Regions from separate parts of the Neogale vison genome. Here region 1 is linked to region 2. Evidence: chromatin contacts called from public Hi-C data. All regions are on one chromosome and are shown on one strand. The core of a region is the stretch at or near the end of the contact, and the rest is flanking DNA. Distances in the headings are between cores, read along the strand shown.

What was found. A called contact is a pair of places that touch in the nucleus more often than the background predicts.
Region 1: a contact with region 2 is called in a Hi-C map of fibroblasts, with 4 times the contacts expected there. The contact joins the promoter of BRAF here to the promoter of NDUFB2 in region 2. A contact is called at or near these places in 2 of 3 Hi-C or Micro-C datasets (fibroblasts and muscle).

What each region holds. Positions count from the first base shown.
Region 1 is chr4:218,168,980-218,175,618 of ASM_NN_V1, reverse strand. BRAF (serine/threonine-protein kinase B-raf) reads left to right here and starts at 2,207. Exons shown (of 20, transcript XM_044246723.1): 1 at 2,207-2,390. The coding sequence starts at 2,262. It overlaps LOC122904132 (a long non-coding RNA gene), which reads right to left and starts at 916. Exons shown (of 3, transcript XR_006384158.1): 1 at 897-916; 2 at 1-57.
Region 2 is chr4:217,970,827-217,977,429 of ASM_NN_V1, reverse strand. It overlaps NDUFB2 (NADH dehydrogenase [ubiquinone] 1 beta subcomplex subunit 2, mitochondrial), which reads right to left and starts at 3,090. Exons shown (of 4, transcript XM_044246721.1): 1 at 2,927-3,090. The coding sequence starts at 3,036.

The DNA of each region.
Region 1 (6,639 bases), core at 958-3,457, 200 kb before region 2:
AAGTTTATGTCTTTTCCATATTTTCCCATCCGGATCCTGTAGGGGCTTTAGAATAGCCTAGGGAAATCAAATAAGATATATCCAGAATTTAAAGACAAGGTCAGAAAATATTGAGTGAATAGAAGCTAAGAAGAATCACTATTAAATGGATGAGATCAGTCATCCTATGGAGAAATAACTATGTAGGATATGAGCTACAGATTGTTGCTGATAAGATTATAATTTAAGATGGAACCAATGAAAACAAATCTTAGAACTTTGAATGTTATGAGGAAGTATCATAATGACATAATTTTTTAGTGTCTGATTTAAAAAAAATGAAATAGGACCATTGAAATAAAAGTGCTGCAAGTTGTTTTTGATAAAATCAAGGGTAAAAGGTGCCACGACTGGCTAATGGTGCTATTTTGGTCATTTTAGAAGTATGTCCTTACAGTAAAGAAGAGTGCTTCAGACTAGTATAGCTTGATGACATTAACCCTTACAATAATTTTCATTTACTCTTCTTTTGCCACACCTCTTTTTAAAAAATTTTTTTACTAACATACAATGTATTATTAGCCCCAGGGGTACAGGTCTGTGAATCGCCAGGTTTACGCTCTTCATAGCACTCACTATAACAGATACCTTCCCCAAAGTCCATAACCCAGCCCCCTCTCCCTACCCCCTCCCCCAGCAACCCTCAGTTTGTTTTGTGAGATTAAGAGTCTCTTATGGCCAAACCTCTTTTTGATTTATATTTAGTTCTTCAAGGAGACTTTTCTACTTGGAAGAAAAAGGTACAACAATGCTAACAAATCTATCATGCCCACTTGATAGTCTCTACTTTCCATTTTTCATTGTAGAGAAATATTAGTATTCTGATTAATCAAGCAGCCTCACACACAATGCCTTACCTCTAGAGTACCTGGATTCACAGTGACTCTATCAATATGCAGACATTCAGCTTCAGGAGTCAATAGGACAGCTTTCGATCTCTTTAATCATGGTGAATACTGTAAGGAGGTCACTGGTGACTTCCCTCCACATGGGAAGTAAAAACTGTAGTTCACTCAAAGCTTCTCATGACTTGATGTTTATGTTACTTTGGTGATTAAAACTGTACACCATCAGGAGCCCACAGTAACTTCCATTATATTCCTTTCCTCTATTCTCCATTCATTTTTTCCCCCTGAATATTCCCTTTTCCTTTATGATAAAAATATTTTTAATAATGAACTGGGTTTCCTTAATTTCGTTCTGTAATTGGGCCTGACAAAGGGAACTGAACCCCCCTCTTGTTTTCATGCATATTTTGCACAGCTAACACCTTGGAATATTCTGTTCATGCGAGGCACCTAGTATTTAAAATGTTTTGAATAATTATCTTGAAAATAAAAATTATTAAAGTTTTGATGCTTCAGATGTCTAGAATGCCGTGCCTTGTGCAGGCACTAGCATATGGAAAGTTTTCCATTTCCAGAATGACTGGAAGATGAAAAACACACTTAAAGAAAACGTTTTATTTCTCAACGATGGGGATAAGCTTTTAGACTTCCATTTAGACCCTCTTTAACAGGCCAGATCCTTTAATGAAACGGATACAAAAATCATTCTGATGATTTAGCTGCTCTTAAATACATTTCTATGAAATTCTCCTTGAATGTTTCCACCTTGGGGTTTCAAATCTTATTTTTATGACACATTCGCTGTAATGGAAAAAACACAAGTAGCATGGGCTTTCCCGTCTTCCTCCCTCTAGGATTTTAACTTCTCCTCCAACACCACCCATGCTCTTCTAGTAAATCCCACATTACAGAACAGGTTTAAGACCGAGAAGAGAATGAAGTAGGAAATCGGAGCCATGGAAACCGCGGAGCCGAGGAAACGTGCGCGCGCGACGGTGGGCAGGAGGGGAAGGAACCCTCCCCTGACGACGGCGCGAGGGCGCTCCTACGATTACGTCACGCACCCCGGGTGACGTCACGGCCGTGACACGGGGGTGACGCCGTTGCCGCGGCGACTTCTAGTCGTCTCCGCCCCCTTCCCCCGCCCCCCGCCTAGCGTCCTTCCCCCAATCCCCTCAGGCTCGGCTGCGCCGGGGGCCGCGGGCCGGTTCCTGAGGTGGCCCAGGAGCCCTCCCGCCGCCGGCGCCGCCCCGGCCGCCCCTCCCCGCCGCCCCCCGCCCTCCGCCTCCGCCTCCCCCCGCCCCCCCGCCCTCCGCCTCCCTTCCCCCTCCCCGCCCAGCAGCGGTCGCTCCGGCCCCGGCTCTCGGTTATAAGATGGCGGCGCTGAGCGGCGGCGGCGGCGGCGCGGAGCAGGGCCAGGCTCTGTTCAACGGGGATATGGAGCCCGAGGCCGGCGCCGGCGCCGCGGCCTCTTCGGCTGCGGACCCTGCCATTCCCGAGGAGGTGAGTGCCGGCGCACCCTACACACCTCCGAGCTTTGGGCTCGGCTGGCTGGTGTTTTTTGGGGGAACGAGGTGGCGGTGGGGGCTCTGGTGCCCTCAGCCACATCCTTCTTTGGGTTCTGCGGGGTGGGAGATGGGCATCCCCGCCTTGTTCCTATCCGTCATGCAGCTCCTCGCTACGTAAACACACACAGTGGCCCAGGGGGGTTTCCCTGACTCGCACCCCAGCTTGGGGGATTCGGGCAGCATTGGTTGAGCAGGAGGCTATCAGTAGGGGGCGAGACTCAGGGTTGGTCCGAGAAGGTCACGGCTGGCTGAAGGTAGCCAGGCTCTCGTCTCTTCGATGTTTTCATTATTTTGGGGGTGGGGGGTAGGAGAGGGTGGCGGCATCCAGATGAAAAGATGTAGGTTAGTAGCCGGGGCCGGGACCCCAGCTTGAGTTGCTGTTGTAATTATTATATGGTCACGGGAGTGATGGGGCGCATCATACCCCTCCTCTCTCTCTGATGTCCCCCTTTTCAGGCCGCTGCTCTCCCCTCCACTTTTCCACTTGTTTGGGGGATGTCTCTTCACCTGTTTTACCCAGCGGTTGGTTTTGATTTAACCTTTACTTGTTCAGCCTTAAATCCCACTGTTTCCGTTCTCCTTTTTATCCCGGTGTCAGGCCCCCAGTTCTGGGCTCTGTCGCTGAGTGGTTATCCTCCCCCCAACCCATTCCCATCTGCTGCTCCGCGCTTTTGCCGGTTGTCGGACCTGCCAGCCTTCTAGCCTTAGTTTCTACTTAAAACCATTTTTGCACCTCTCTTACCCTAGTTCTCTTCAGGTCCTCTGGATCATTCTTCTGCTCCCTAACATTGTTATCTATTATCTTTACAAGTCCGTCTGGACGCTTTGGAGCTCCTTCCTTACTTTCTGAATCCTGAAGCTGTCAGGATTCCATCAGGTTTCATTTGCCTTAGAGACACTTTCTGGTTAGTCTTCCATTGTGTATTCACACCTCTTTATTTTTTCCTACCCATTTTTAAATAGATTTGATTGATTTCTTTCTGTTGTCCTCCTTTTTGTCCCAGTTTTTACCTTTCACTTTTCCCGCTTTGGCTTCTCCTTCTCTCGGCCTGTTTTTTGCAATATTGAGCCTCTTACCACTTTGTCAAATTACTTACGTTCGGTTTTTAGGGAAAATTTATTCCATTTAGTATTTGGCATTGTACTGTATGAAACAACAACTTTATTATACTTTGCAAATTATGAGATAATATTTAGTATAATAACTGTGCTTTGTAATTGATTAGATAACGTGGGTTATTCCGTTGACTTTGCTCAAAGTTCTCTTTCCTTCCTACTGCTTACATTTGGTTTCCCAATTCTCAACGCCTCATTCTTGTCTGTGCAATGCTCCTTTTCCTGCTTCATCATCTTTACTTTGGAAATTCATGCTATATGCTTGCTCTGGTTTGTTCACAATAATAATTTTTCAGCCTCTTATACCACTTCCATCTATGAGCATCATGTGTTCTATACCATCATTTGACCTGAAGTTTTCATATCTTCTTTTTTTCTTTTTAAAAAATTAACATATAATGTATTATTTGCCCCAGGGGTACAGGTCTGTGAATCTTCAGGCTTACACGTTTCACAGCACTCACCATAGGACATACCCTCCCCAATGTCCATAATCCAGCCACCCTATCCCTACCCCCAACCCCACCTCAACCCCCCAGCAACCCTCAGTTTGTTTCCTGGGATTAAGAGTCTCTTATGGTTTGTCTCCCTCCTGATCCCATCTTGTTTCATTTTTTCCTTCCGTAATTGCACGGCTTTCCACTTAATTTTTAGTTTGCATTTTTGCTTGGATCAGTTTCCTCTAACATCTGTTCATTTTCCCCAACTTCTGGGATTCTAAGGATAGAGCTCTTCCCTTCTTCCTTTTCCTAGTTTATTCTGATTTCCTAGTCGCCCGTTACCATTCATTTGGCCTTGTTTCCTGGCTTTTGGTTCTTGACTTGCTGAAGCTTCCTCTTGTCTTCCCCACACCTCCACATTCCTTCTTATTTATAAACAGCTTTGTTCCGTTGACATGGAAATTTATTTTTAGGATACATTGTTTTTAATAGCTAAATACTAGGGGTCACATCTGCTGTCTATTTTTTCCATGAATCGGATATGCCTTTGTCTTACCAGGCACAGGTGCCTCTGGGCTTGCTTTACTCTGTAGTGTATGTGTGGTTTTGTTGAATTGTAACTTTGAAGACTGTTACAGAGTAGAAGAATGGATAAATTAATGGGTATGGGTCATGAAATTGTAATTCTCTGATTATAACATTGTTTACATTGAGAACTTTAAGACTTAGTAGAGCAGTTTGCAATGATGTAGAGAAGTCTTTTGTTAAGTACAGTCTCTGCTATCTTATTTGAAAGGGCCAGATTGTTTTTGAGTTCTGTACTCAAGATTCTGATTCAGTAGGTGAGAGTGCCGAAAGTTTCAGTATTTTGGCACACTTCCTGGGCAGTTCTCATGTATCAATGCTTGAGAACCACTACACTAATGAATTTAAGTTTAAATTTGCCAATCATTGGAAAGCATATTGGTATCTCCTGAAACTACAAAGGATACTCCTAACTAAATTTAATTAGAAGTGTTTTGTACTGCCTCCTCCTCTAAGGTTTTAATGTTTAGTGATGAATAGTTTTCCCTCTATAATTTCTTATAGGAGCTGATAATAAATGTATTTGCATCGGGGAGGAGGGGAATAAATGATTAAAAGTGGATCTTTTTTGAATATAGACATCAGTGTTATGGATGGCAGAAGAAATTCCTCCAAGAAATCATTTAAAATTTGAAGTTGTATTGTTAATCCAGTACAAACTGATATGTACTGTGGTCTTTTAATTGAACTATCTTCCTTATGTGTACTTGAAGAGATATAATTGCCAAGTGCATGGAAACAAATGAAGTTATGCTTGTGTAAAATGACACATTTTATACTAAAGAATTCCCTTGCCTGACAGTAAAATAGTTTTTTGTTTTTGTTTTTAAAGTTTCTCAGAGGGAAATTTCAGCTGCATTAAAATTTCTCTCTATAGAGGGAAAGCACATTCATTGTTGAAAAATTAGAAAGCTATAAGTACAAAAAAAAAAAAAAAGAAAAGAAAAAATTCTGTAATCTTGCCACTAGGATATAATTAGTTTAAACATTTTGGTGTGTATCCAAAACTTTTTTAATGTTTGTATAATACAGTATATGTGGTTTTATAATATTTTTAAACTTAATATAGCAAAATAGTTTACATTTCATTAGGTAATACTGTGATTTTTTAAAACTAATCATTTTTCTTGGCTATTAGAGTTTTTTTAACTGCTTGTTATCAAACATTTTGAACATAGAATGTAGATTTTAGTTTTTAAATTGTTTTGGGAAGTGAACAGATTTCATGTCTTGTATTTCTGTTACTTTGTAGATGTCAAAATAGAATATTCTGGTAAATGATAGGAGCTTATTAGATATTTATGAAATTAATGTGCTTACACTTTGGGCATTAAACCTTTACTTCTGACCATTTATAAATCCCCAATGTTTCTTTCCATGACCATACAGTATAATATGGGATAGCATGACTATATGATATAATAAATACATTTATTTTTTAAAATGTGTTCTACCAGAGTGTCATATTTATTAACTATTCTGCTGTGTTTCTGTAGAAGGAGCTTCTTGTAGTTGCATTACAATTAAAATTACATTGTTTTCAAGATCTCTTATCACCAGCCTTAGTTAAGTTGTGTAATTATAATCATTGACTAAGCAGTATTCTGGGATGGGATCTTCTTTATCTTGTGGTCCAGTGTATTAAAACACATCTTTATGAGCCATGTGAAACCAGGTTGGATTACCTCATACTCCTAAAAGGGGGTAGTCCCGTTAGCATACTGTGTGCTTGTGTAGTTCTGGTTTTGCTGTTAATACTTTGTCTAGGTGTTTTTGAAGGTGGAAAGAATATACCTGTTAAGCATAACTATAAAAGAGCTATTTGTCTTTAGCATTTCTGGTTGTCTCTTTGTGTACTCTTTCTCTTTCCTTCGCTTCTTTAGGCTTCTACTCCTTTTATTTAGAAAACTATCTGATATCAGTCACTTACACATGCTGACTGTTAAAGGAATCATTTATCAGTAAACAGATAAGAAAGGAATGTTGGTACTGGATGCTCAGATCTTTGAATGTAGTAAACCTAAGAGCAAACTTGATTTAATC
Region 2 (6,603 bases), core at 1,841-4,340:
TTATCATTTATTTTCATAACCCTAGGAGACAGATCCTATGGTTCTTAATGTTTACAAATGAAAACACTGGGGTATTATTTGGAGGCAAAGCCTAAGCTCTTATATATTGCCTATAAATAAACGATACTATTTTTTCATTTTATGAACCAAAGACACAGCTCTTAATTAGAATTGCCATCAGCATGATACCACACTGAAATGATAGTTTCATTCTTATGTTAAATATTTATTCACTATATTAACACTTTTATTTGGAAGGCTCTACATAAAATATTGATAATTAGCTATGGATGGTGTAAGAGATGGTTTTTACTTTTTCATATGTATGTGTGGGGGGGGGTTGTATGTGGTTTTTTTAAAGTTTTCATTTAAATTCCAGTTAGTTACAATATAGTGTAGTATTAATTTCAAGTGTACAACAGAATGACTCAACATTTCCACACATCACCTGGTGCTCGTCACAGCAAATGTCCTCCTTTATCCCCATCACCTCTGTCACCCAGCCCCCACCACCTCCCCTCTGGTAACCATCAGTGTGTTCTCCAAAGTTAAGAGTCTGTTTCTTCATTTGCCTCTTTTCCCCCCACCCTTTGCTGATTTGTTTTCTTAAATTCCACTTATGAGTGAAATCGTGTTTTTCTCAGACTTATTTTGTTTAGCCTCACACTATCCAGCTCCATCCATGTGGTTGCCAACGGCAAGACTTTTTTTGAATGGCTGAGTAATATGTTATCTTTTTTTTAAAATAGTGACCACATATATTTATTTGAGGGGCACAGGGGTGGCTCAGTCATTAGGCGTCTGCCTTTGGCTCGGGTCGTGATTCCGGGGTCCTGGGATCGAGCCCCCCATCTGGCTCCCCAGTCAGGGGGAAGCCTGCTTCTCCCTCTTCCACTCCCTGTTTGTGTTCCCTCTCCGGCTGTCTCTGTCAAATAAATAAATAAAATCTTAAAAAAAAAAAATCTCCACAGGCCTGTCACTAACCTGCCCCGATCCCTCCCCGTGACCTCACGCTCCCTCTCCTCAGCCCATTCCACTCTCACTGGCTTGCCTGTCCATCATCGGCACTCAGAGCCTCGACACTTGCAGTCTCTATCTTTGTTTGGCTGACGGACCACTGAGTTCCTAGTTCAAATCACTATCCGGCCTGCATTGCCACATCATCCTAAGTACAAGACCCCATCCACCCCCATCCCAGGCACTCTCTACATTAATCCCCTGCTTTATTTCTTAACAGTACCTTCACGTGTTCTCTTCTACTTGTGTCCTCCCCGGGATGGAAGCTCCCTTACCTCTCTTGTATTCTGCTCCATCCCTACAACCTGGAAAGGCCCCTGGCATCCGGAAGATGCTCCATACTTATGCACTTTATTTTCACACAACTGTGTGTGATAAAAATAAGGTGTGTTACAGAAGTAACAACACCTCAGTGAAGAGAGGCACTCCCCAGTTTTTCCATGCAAGGTCAAGGGCTATGGCTGGGAGCTCTCCATCACTGTCTTTGTTGAGGTCATGCAGACCTTTTCCTTCTTCCCACCTCAAACTTGTCGCAGCTCCACAGCTTTGAGAGACATGTGACTTTAAGCAAGTCACTCCTTTAATCTTCTGGAGTCTCCATTTCCTAGTAACAACAGTTAATACTGGTAAGGTCCTTACTAGGCAGCAGCAGCTGTCTTTTTTTTTTTTTTTTTAAGATTATTTATTTATTTATTTATTTGACAGAGAGAGAGAGAGAGATGAATCACAAGTAGGCAGAAAGGCAGGCAGAGAGAGAGGTGAAAGCATGCTCCCCACTGAGCAGAGAGCCGGAGGGGGGGACTCGATCCCAGGACCCTGAGATCATGACCTGAGCCAAAGGCAGAGGCCCAACTCACTGAGCCACCCAGGCGCCCCATCAGCAGCAGCTGTCTTAAAATACCTTACAGAATTGTCATTCACTCAGCTCCCTGGAAACTGACATTATAATCCCCATCATGGGGGTGAGAAAAGGGAGGCAATTAGAGATCATCAAGAAACTTCTCCAAGGCGAAAGAGCTAGAGTGTGGCAGAGGTGAAATTTGAATTGAGGCAGTTTGGGGCCAGAATCCTGCTTTTAACCGCGATCCTGCACTGCCTCTTCGAAAAAAATGTAGATGATGATCTAAGGGGCCTGGAACATCACCTGTAAGAATTCAGCGTTCTACTGTCCATCCTGCTCTTACTGAATCTCTCTGCACTACCAATTTGTTTTTGGCGGATGAGCCCTCCCTTGGCATCCCGGCACTATGCTCTCCAGTCGAATTTTTGGGCTACTTCACAGGTGACTCCTCTTTTGCTCCCTCTCAATTCTGGTGTTGCAAGAGTGAGCCCTAATACAAACTCCGGGATTTGGCCGATAATGTGTCAATCAATTCTACACTCTCATGGGGAATGTTGATAATGGGGGAAGCTATGCACTTGTGAGGCAGGGGGTTATGGGAAACCTCCATACCTTCCGCTCGATTTTGTTGTGACTGCTTTAACAAAGAATACAGAGGTCTCCCGCGGCACCTCCGTGCCACTCCTTGCCTCCCACCTGCCGCTTGGAAACAGGTACAAGTTCCTTCCTCCGCCAGAACGCCCTCTCATCCCCATCTCCCGCTCTCGCTTCCCAATGAGCTCCAGCTTTCCTCTACGATCAACTGGATTTCCCGACGACAGGCTCCCCTGCGGCCGGAGTGGCCCGAGACACTGTTAAAAACCTGCCAAGCGAGCCCACCGCCCAGCCCCCAACCCCACTCCAGCCTCGAGGTTGCAGAGCCGGACTCCAAGTCCCAGCATGCCTCGGGGCGCAGGTCTCTGCAGGTTCCCGGCCCGCCCCAGGCGCCCGGTGTCAAGGTGAAGGCGTCCCGGAGACCTGCGTTTTCCGTTAGAAGCAGGGGAGGACCCTCCCCCAGCCAACACTCACTGACGAACTCCACTGCCTCCAGCCGCCGGCGAGCCGGGGCCTCTGAACAACCGGCCTCCAGCGCGAACGAAAGGCGCCAGGCGCGTCAGAGCCGACATGCCAGCCCGCATCCCGAGAGAACTGCTCAGGCCTCACCGCCTCTACGTCACTTCCCCCGGCGCCCCGGCCAGTGACGTCACGGCGTCGACCTGCTCATCCTCCCCCCGCCCCCGCCGAAGGTGGTGTACGCCGGGAGGGAAACCGTAATCCGGTCGCCGGGCTTCGGGCTCGGCTCTAGGACCCTCTGTACGGGTGTGCTTAGAAACCAGCACTGAGTCGGCTCTCGCTCCTCCCTGACTGCTGATCTCGATGGTGTTTTCCCACCTCCGCCCGCTCCTCGGCCTGCTGCGCCTGAGTAAACTGCCTTCCGGACCCTTTGAGGCCGCCGGACCCTCTGAACCAGAGGACGTCCCCAAAGCTAGTCTTTTGTACTCTCCTCTCCTGCAAGAGGCTCACAACGGTCTCTATAAGGTCTTGTCTTACTCTTTCTCTGCAAACTTGATAACGGACCGGCAGCCCATCGGTGGTTCCCAAATATTCCTACGTGGGCTGGTGGCATCACATTCACCTAAGGAGCCCGACCTCAGATCCTCTGCAGTCCGAAGTAGGGCCGAGGAATCTGCATTTAAGCGTGGCCTCGGGTTTACGCCGCGCTCTGATTCCCTGATCCTGAGCCACGCCCTGGATTCTCGGCTTTCTCTCTAAATAGTGCTTTCTAGTAAATCCTGGATGGACTCTGAGCTTCTCTGGGTACACACCCCACGTCACTCCCGCAAATTCTTAGGGTCTTTACTGCTGTGTGGGTTACAGCTTCCCTAAAAAGTTCCGGGTTTGATTAAATTATAAAGTTAGCCTGCCAGCCTCACACCTTGGGGATTTCAATTTGAAATGGATCATATGCTCCTTCAGCTAAACACTGAAGAGGCCACACTCAGGCAAGAAAAATAGGGTACTTACGGAGTTTAGGGAGTTGAGTGCCTTGACTATAAATGACACCTGTCCTGTACCAAGATGTGGGTCTCCAGGTGCCCTGTAACGGGGCAATCTCTCTCCGTGGAGTTAGGCTCAGGTAAAGCTTACGGATTACACTCCCTGTGACCTTCTGAACAGCCTGTTAATTAACCCTCTGGCCCTTTAGGACTCTCTCCTGTTGTCCACTTGGTATATAAGTTGGAGAAGAATCCACTTTTCTCTTGATAAAAGTTGACTTTCTAGTTGATACACTGGCGTGGCTTTTCTTTGAGCTACCATTCATCACTTACCCTTTCTAGTGACATAAACGAGCCACTCAGATAGGAAGTTCATGATTTGGGAAGACAGGGCTTTCCATCATCCTTCCTTGGCAGCTCACTCCCCAGGCTACACAACTTCCCTAATCCCAGCAAAGAATGAATTTATGATGTCAAGGCCAAGGGCGGGGGGGAGGGGGAGGCACAGCTTAAACAAACAAACAAAAAAAGGGCCAAAATATCTAAAGTTCAAACTTCAGTGAATAGTTCTATGAATTTGGACAAGTCACTCTACTTCTCTGAGTATCAGGGACCCCATCTGAGTGGGAGTCATTTAAGAGAGTACCTGGCCCACACCACATATTCAGGAAATGTTTATGCTTTGTTATGTCTTCCATTCCTAAGTAGCAAAACCTGGATTCTGGTTAATTAAAATCCATTCTCACCCTCACCATCTTTCTTGCTGAATTACAAAAAAAACCTTTTAACTTCAGTACTTGCTTGCACTTAAAGCAATATTGTTTTATAGACCATTTGTGGGGTCCTTGGCTTTAATGTCTTACATTACAAATTCTGGGGTTTTTTTTTAATTTTTTAAAAGATTTTATTCATTTATTGGACAGAGAGAGAGAGATCACAAGTAAGCAGAGAGGCAGGCAAAGAGAGAGGAAGGGAAGTTGGCTCCCTGCTGAGCAGAGAGCCCAATGCAGGGCTCTATCCCAGCACCCTGGGATCATGACCAGAGCCGAAGGCAGAGGCTTTAACCCACTGAGCCACCCAGGCGCCCCAAATTCTGTTTTTTTTTACTATAGAAAGTTTAGGGTCCAATCAGTAAACTACTTTGACTATGTAGCAGGGATGCATGTTTGTTCTGCAGACATGCTTTAAGAACTCCCAGGGCAAATATGCTTTACTGCTTTAGGCAGGCTGCGTGATGGCAGCTAGGGGTTGGGCAGCTTCTTTTGGGTTCTCAGATGAGCGCCCCATTTTTTTTTATTTAAATACTTGGGTGTGGTTTTTTTTTTTACGATTTTATTTATTTATTTGTCAGAGAGATTGAGAGAGAGAGAGAGCACAGGCAGGCAGAGTGGCAGCAGAGGCAGAGGGAGAAGGAGGCTCCCCGCCGAGCAAGGAGCCTGATGCAGGACTCAACTCCAGGATGCTGGATCATGACCTGAGCTCAAGGCAGCTGCTTAACCAACTGAGCCACCCAGGCGCCCCATGATGGGCGCCCATTTGAAAGGATGCATTTCAGAAGGTGAGAGGAAGGATGCCAAGCCCTGACACTGAGCTCTCACCCGCTACATGATGAATCAAATTCCCAGTCAAGTGTTAACAAACTGACAACTGCTAACGAAAGACAGACTCTAAATGACCTAACATAGAGCACCTAACCCCAAATCAAGAACCTATTCCACAGGGGTGCCAGGGTGGCTCAGTCGGTTAAGCATCTCCCTTCGGCTCAGGTCATGATCCCAGGATGCTGAGATCAGGCCCCATATCAGGCTCCCTGTTCAGCCAAGGAAGTAGCCATAGCGTTTTCTCCTTAAGAAGATTATTTTATGAATCAAGTTTTGCCTTTTTAATGTGCTTAATTTAAAAATAAGCAAATTACCCATATTAAAGCATATCTGTTGCCCATTTTTCTTCTGTTCCATAGAGCCTGTGTTCATTTTCTGTTACTGTAAAATTTCCTGAGGAACTGAGGCCCTTGGTCCAACAGTCAGTGAGGGACTGAATTGTGCCAACCACCATATGAATGAGCTTGGCATCAGACCCACCCCTGTGGAGCCTCAAGATACCCACAGCCCGAGCAAACCCTGAGCTGGGGCCCGGGAAGCAGCACCCAGATTTCGGACTTGAAGACACTGTGAGGTACTAAGTTTTGTTGTTTTCAAGCCACTAAGTTTTGGGTAATTTGTAGGCACTGATAGATAACTAATACGTGTCACGGTGGTGTGAGTAAACCGATTGGCTTTTAGTTAAAGCTCAGTAGTGCTGGTGTGGACTCAGGGCAGTGCCCGCTCTGTGCCTGTGCCCCCGTCACCTCACAGCGTATGTGCACTTGACACAACTGCCCTGTGTCTGGCCGGAGTGTCCATGAAGGAGCTAAATGGTGCCACTGCCCCCTCCCAGCTACCTTGAGCCACCCTAACTCTTTGAAAAAAACCACCCCAAATGAACCTCTGACTAAACCTTAGTTGCTTCCTAAAAGACAGAAAGGAATTCTTGAGAAGAAAAGAATGGAAGAATCTAGTCCTGTGATCAGAGCAGAACTTCCAGAGAGCAGAAAGCGTGATTTTCACTCACTACTTAGAGCAGTGGTCTCCAAAGCAAACAAGAGAGTCCACTGGGATGTAGGAGAAAATGCTATTTCTTTTTTTTTTAAGATTTTATTTATTTATTTGA